2 separate regions of the Arachis hypogaea genome follow, and region 2 is linked to region 1. Evidence: chromatin contacts called from public Hi-C data. All regions are on one chromosome and are shown on one strand. Each heading gives the region's core, a stretch centred on a gene start, on an enhancer-like site or on the middle of the called end of the contact. The rest is flanking DNA. Distances are from core to core; before and after follow the strand shown. Region 1 has its middle 3.1 kb from the start of LOC140182673. Region 2 holds the start of LOC112786721 (polyadenylate-binding protein RBP47).

Region 1 (3,196 bases), core at 424-2,923:
AACATTTAAGATAGGTCGATTTTTTTCCCCTGCATGTCAACAAGTAACTCAATCAGTGCAACATTAACAACCTTTTAGCACATTCTCAGCGACCTTAGCTTGAAACTAACGGACAGAAAATTAAATTTGATAAATGAACTTGCAATAACATTCATTAATAATATCTTCTTCAAATTTTTATTCCTTGTTTTACATAAAAAAAAAAAATTATTTTTGCTATGGTTCTGGTAAAGTTTATTAGCGTAACTCTTGTATACTAGTTTATTATTGTCATTTTTTGATAATATAAATTTATTAATCTCCTTACAAAAAACAAAGTAAATAAAAATTAAATAATAACTGAAGATAAAATTATAAATAATTATAATTTTTAGTTTATAATAGTATCAAATACAAGACTTTCGAGAGTACTAAAAAATTTTTGATTAACATAATTTATTAAACTATGCTTTGCTATATTTTTCATATTTTTTTTGTTTTTCGTATAAACTATATTTTATGATTTCATATATATTATTCTTAATTTATACATTTATAAAAATTACTTAAATATTCATCTTGAACTAATCAATTAACGTAAAATATTTATTAAATTTCATGTCCTCCGACTCAATTTTCACTTAAAACAGATTTTGAAAATTATCAACTAAACGACATTTATTTTATTATGATTTATCCTAATATAAAGTTATTAATCATAAATCACATTAATACCAATGTACTTATAACTAAAATCAATTTCACAAAAAAAAAAAATTTAATACAAATTTTAATCTAAACACACACTACGTTGTTAGCACAATACATAACTAGAACACGTTATCGATAAACTACACTAAATCGACTAAATTTCTATTTTAGGGCCTTAGCTTACACAACGAACAATATTCACAATGAAATTTTTTTTCTCAGATATTTTTCAAATTAGTTTTTTATTGAAATCTTTTACTCAATTACTTACATAATTTAAACAAAAAATTTGTTCCGTACTATCAACTAATAATCGTTAAATTTATTCACCAATTTTACGCCTGTAAGTGTTCAACCATTCTCATTCTTACCTTCTGCCTAACTTTTGTATTTTTTTGGGAATCCTTACCTTCCTTCCAAACCAACAGATAGTAAACACCACTTCCGACCGGATGAAAAAATTTAACGGATTTCCACCGGTAAAACCCAACTCATTAGATGTCTTTAGTCCATTAGTGATACCCATTGAATGATAGTCCAATCCTTCGCACTCAAACCTTAAATGGGCCACACATATCTTCCTGCAGCCCACAACCATTTCGGCTCGGCTAAAGTGCTATTGCACTTCTGCAGCAAATTCTGGCTCCACATACGTAGGCTTCTTTAAAATTGGACAAAACCGACAATTACTCTCAACATGCACAGCATAACTTCCACACCATTTGCTATCCCACCCAACACTCTATTGATGGGATTTCCACACAAGAAAGTGTCCCATCAATCCCTGCCCTTCTAATATTTTACATTATATCTTTGCGGACATACCAATGGAAACACTGCTGTTCTGCAAAAATACATGGGCACACGTGAACACCTTCCTTATATTATATTCTGACATAAAAAAAGTGGCATATTACATGTCTTTGAGCCTTTAGTTGAATGACAAAATATAATGTTTTTTAATATTCTTCATCCGGGATCGATCCCCGGCAATGACCGAGTAATAAATGACAAAAAAAAATAATAACATATCATATGCCTATCGAACAACCACATTCGAATTTGAATTTGACTTTAGCTGTAGTGAACAAAAAAAAAAAAATTCATATGGTATAGTGCGGATTTGTTATATTATAAAGACCGAACAAAAGTAGCTAGATAAAAATTTACTATGTGCTTCAACTTCCAAGATATTAGAGACAAAGAAAGACAATAAAAATAATTTGTATTATATTTCATTATAGTGGATAGAATTAAAAAAGGATCGTTGTCTATCCTTATTAGAATGGGCAAGTCACATAAATATGTATAAAATACCAAAATTGTCAATTCTAATTAAAATATAAAAATTTCTTCTAACCTATAGTTTCTTTCTTGTATTATTAGGCTAGCATTTTTAATCTAATCACTTTTATTTTCAATGTTCCCTTCATATGTAAGAGAAAAGAAAGAGAGACAGAAGAGAGAAAGAATAACCGCGGAAGAAAAGGAAAAAAAAACAGACGAAAGAGGAGAAAATCAAAATATAGAGAAAGTATAAAATGATGAAAAGGTAAAAGAGGTAAAGTAACAAAGAACAAAAACGAAGGAGGAGGTAGTGAAGAGAAAGGACAAGGACAAGTAGAAGAAAAGTAAATTCATTTAGAATTTTGCTAAGGAGCTAATGAGATATCTGTACAATGTGTACAATGGGCTATTTATTTAGTCCAATTTGAGTTAAAAATGAAAATTACCCACGTTTACTCTAATTTTAAAAGTGTTATTTATTTTTGTGTTCACTACCATTGTACACATTGTATACCAATTACATTGGCTCTTCATACTTTTCCATTCAGAATTATGAAGGAAGAATAAAGATCTGATCCAAAATACTTCATTAAGTTTGTGTCTACAATTTTTTCTTCTTTCGTGTTTCTATCCTAACAATTAAACATGTTTTATTTTTCGAGTAAATGTTCAATTTGGTCTCCGATATTCAAATCACGCATCAATTAAATTCTTGACTTTTGTAAATGTCCAACTACGTCCTTTAAATTGAAAAACGTAAGTCTCCATTGGTCTCCGAGTAAACTGCCATCTTAATAGTGCTGACGTATATTGTTAAGTGCCATCCTGACAATATAAAAAGGGCATCGTTCAAGGAGAACCCACCTGAAACCTGCCTCATCCTTGTTGAGACCCAGAGTTTCCATCTCCCCTTTCTTCTTCTCCATCAACACTTCATTCCAAGAAGACATTGCCACTGGAGACTTCTTCACCACATGTTGCAAGATGCCGAGACCGAGCCTCGCACTCTGTGCCCCTGACCGTCTCCTGAAGTCATGTTTGCTGTCGCATATACATTGCCACGTAAGGCCATCACCGTGCCTCCCCGATTTGAAAAACCAGAGTATCATCTTAATCGGTGACCCCTAATCCGCCTTAGAAGTCTCTTTGACCTCTTGCCCGTCCGCATGTCGTGTCCTCCTCCTTGAAGATATTTCTGCTTCGGCGCTATTGTGACACC
Region 2 (3,196 bases), core at 283-2,782, 330 kb before region 1:
TGTCATCGATGTTTATTTCAACGTCTGAGCCAATGTCAAACTGGGTCTAGTCTCAGGCAACTCCATCATCCTAGTGATGAGTAGTGTTAGAGCTACCTGAGATGAGAGTCCTGGCTATGTCCCCCAGAAAAGAATCCCAATGAAAAAATTTCTACATGGTAGCTGCCGTAGGATCCTCCGATATATCCTCCAACTATGCATATTCAGCCTCCTTGTCTGACAGCTGATCATCTCCTTCAGCACACTATTATATTTATTTAATTTAAGTTAAAATTAATTATAAAAATATTATAACATAATATACCTTTTAATTAGAAACTAGAATTAATATTCTCAAAATTGGCATTCTATTTGTGTTAATATACAACTAACAAAAATCGAATTTTCAATTTTAGATCCCCAAAATCTCTCTATTTAATATCTCTTTTTTATATTGTATTCTATTAGAATAGTTCAATATATATATATATATATATATATATATATATATATATATATATATATATATATATATATATATATATAGATAAAATTTGTATAAGTATACATAAAAAAATCCTTTTGTTAAGAAATAGAATTCTCGGGATAGGAATAAACAAATCATGGATAAATCTAAGCGACTCTTTCTTAAATCCAAACGATCTTTTCGTAGGCGTTTGCCCCCGATTTACCTAAATTAATATAGAACTTCTAACTAACAAAATCAAAATATCTAACACATTAACTAAATTAATAAAGCCTAAACACCTAACTTAATTATTTATTGAAAATAAAATAGGAAAAAATTAATTTTAAAATCCAAAGATCTAGCTATATGCCAATTGCCAAGTTGCATTTAGTCTGTTGATGTCTCCGTCGCAAACATATTGTCAGAGAGCCATATGTACTTTAGGACCTCGAACTTAAGCTGTTATAAAGTTACAAAATTCTTAAAAATTATTCAAATGAACGAAAATCTCGACTATTGTGGCTTCATATATGTCTCGAAGCATATTTTGAGTGCTGAGACCCGTATTAAGCTTTTGAGTGTATCTCGAATACTAAGATCTTGTTTAGCATTTACACGTATCTCGAATGCTCAGTTTTCGTTTTCCTGCTTAACACGTATTCTGAATGCACCCTGGATACGTCAGTCGTCGTTACGTTACCGGGATCTAGGTACACGATATATGCTTATTCTCTAATTCCTTCCTCATATCCGAAATGTAATACGTTATGTATTTAGGTAATTACTTTATATTTTATGTATTTTCGTAATTTCTATATTTATTTAATTTAAATAAAAAATTCCTTTTTTCTTTAAACTTTAAAAAAATCTTAAAATAAAAATAAATATCATCCGCAGAAATAGAAATATTACAATAAAATTCAGTAAATTTAGGATTGATTTGTTAAAATAAAGATTAAAGAAGATAAGAGAAAGGAAACAGATTTTTTACCGTGGTAGATATTATTTAAAAAATAACAATAAAAAATCATTATATGATTTCACCCGTGTATTCTTATCAACACCCCCAACCCAATAATATCCAAGAATAAAATAAGATTCATCCTGGTAGATAGATCATAGATCATAGATAAGTGATAACCCTAAAACAAAGGTAACGGTCATTCATGTGTGCCACTGCCAGCGTATCCATCTTACGAGCTACTGACGTGCGCAGCAACTGAGGAACTTGGAGAGCAGCAAGTGGGAGAAGAGAAGGAAGAGAAAGAAATAGCAGCCACTTAACGAGAGCCGTCGATTATTTTCTACTGGACCCCACACACATCACAAGACAATTGTCAATCTTCACGGACGGCTTAGACGGACGTTATAACCGAGGTTAACGCTCGTAAGCCCCCCCCTTCCTTTCCTTTTCTCTCTCCCTCCAGATCCAAACCCAACCCAAAGAAAGTGCGCGTGTTGTTATTTACTTGCTTTAAAACCCAACCCTACTACCACCGTAACCCTCCTCTTCTTCGTTTTTGGTCTTTACACCCTGGTTGGACCAAAGTCCTCTCTCTTTCTCTCTCTCTAACATCTTCTATTCAAGAAAATCAGAGAGAGAGAGAGACAGAGAAACACTAATCAAACCATATACACATATATAGATAGATAGATAGATATAAACTTATTGTTTATAGCTGTTTGATTTGAATGGCTCAAGCAACGAACGGTGGGGATCTGAATCAGAATGGACAGCAGCAGAGTCAGCAGCAGTGGGCGCAGCCGCATCAGTATCAGCAGCAATGGATGGCCATGCAGTATCCAGCAACCGCCATGGCCATGATGCAGCAGCAGATGATGATGTACCCGCAGCATTACATGCCGTATGTTCATCCTCACCATTATCAGCCTCCGCCGCCGCCGCCGACCGCTCACCACCACCACCAGCATCATTTCAAGCAGCAGCAGACTCCGCCCCCGTCGTCTCAACCGCCACAGCAGCACCACAACAACCACCATGGCCAGCAGAAGCAGCAATCTGGCTCCAACGGCGAAGAGATCAGGACGATCTGGCTCGGCGACCTTCACCATTGGATGGACGAGAACTACCTCGTCAATTGCTTTGCTCACACCGGCGAGGTATAATTCTCTCTCTCTCTCTCTGGATTTAATTTAAGCTTGTTGAAGTGAAATTGAATATCTTTCTTTCGGTCTTAGATTTGTTGCTCGGTTTTGGATTTTGATTGATTCAATGAGATTCTCGTTTTGGCATAATTAATATTATTATCTCGTGTGTTTTGTTAGATGCAGGCAATTATAGTAAAAATAATTCTCTTTCTTACTGAATTTTGCTGTTTCACACTATGTAATGTAATCCCTCCGCGTTTGAGATATTCTGTTTTGGTATAAATGAACTTGATTTATAACGTGAAGTGGTGTGTATGTACAGAAGTAATTTTTCACATTTGATTCTGACTTCAGATTTAACTGTCAACATGTGTTTGATGAACCGTACATTTTTGTGCAAACAGCAGATTACAGATTGGCTTTCTTTGCTATAACTAGTGACAAGTGAGTTAATTGAGCTGGCATCTAATCTAGACTTCACGTTTATGTATTGTGTGTCCCTTGATAAATTTTTTGTCTCGTTGTCTGTGATTGCTGGACTAGGCTGATGATAGATAGGTGATAATTTAAGACATACTTCCGTTTTAGTCTTTGGTGTTTGTTACTGTAAGATGTCTAGGAGTTGCCATGGGGTGGTCC

What was found. Hi-C and Micro-C count contacts between places; a contact is called where the count stands out from the background.
Region 2: a Hi-C map of leaf shows a contact between it and region 1, with 3 times the contacts expected there. The contact joins the promoter of LOC112786721 here to the enhancer-like site in region 1. A contact is called at or near these places in 2 of 8 Hi-C or Micro-C datasets (both in leaf).

Annotation. Positions count from the first base shown.
Region 1 is chr20:73,103,473-73,106,668 of arahy.Tifrunner.gnm2.J5K5, reverse strand. No RefSeq gene overlaps it. Among protein-coding and RNA genes, the nearest start is that of LOC140182673, 3.1 kb to the left of the region's middle. Within about 2 kb of position 1,673, at least 1 of the 3 cell types and tissues checked has open chromatin away from gene starts, as enhancers often do.
Region 2 is chr20:73,430,874-73,434,069 of arahy.Tifrunner.gnm2.J5K5, reverse strand. LOC112786721 (polyadenylate-binding protein RBP47) reads left to right here and starts at 1,532. Exons shown (of 6, transcript XM_025830093.3): 1 at 1,532-2,569. The coding sequence starts at 2,141.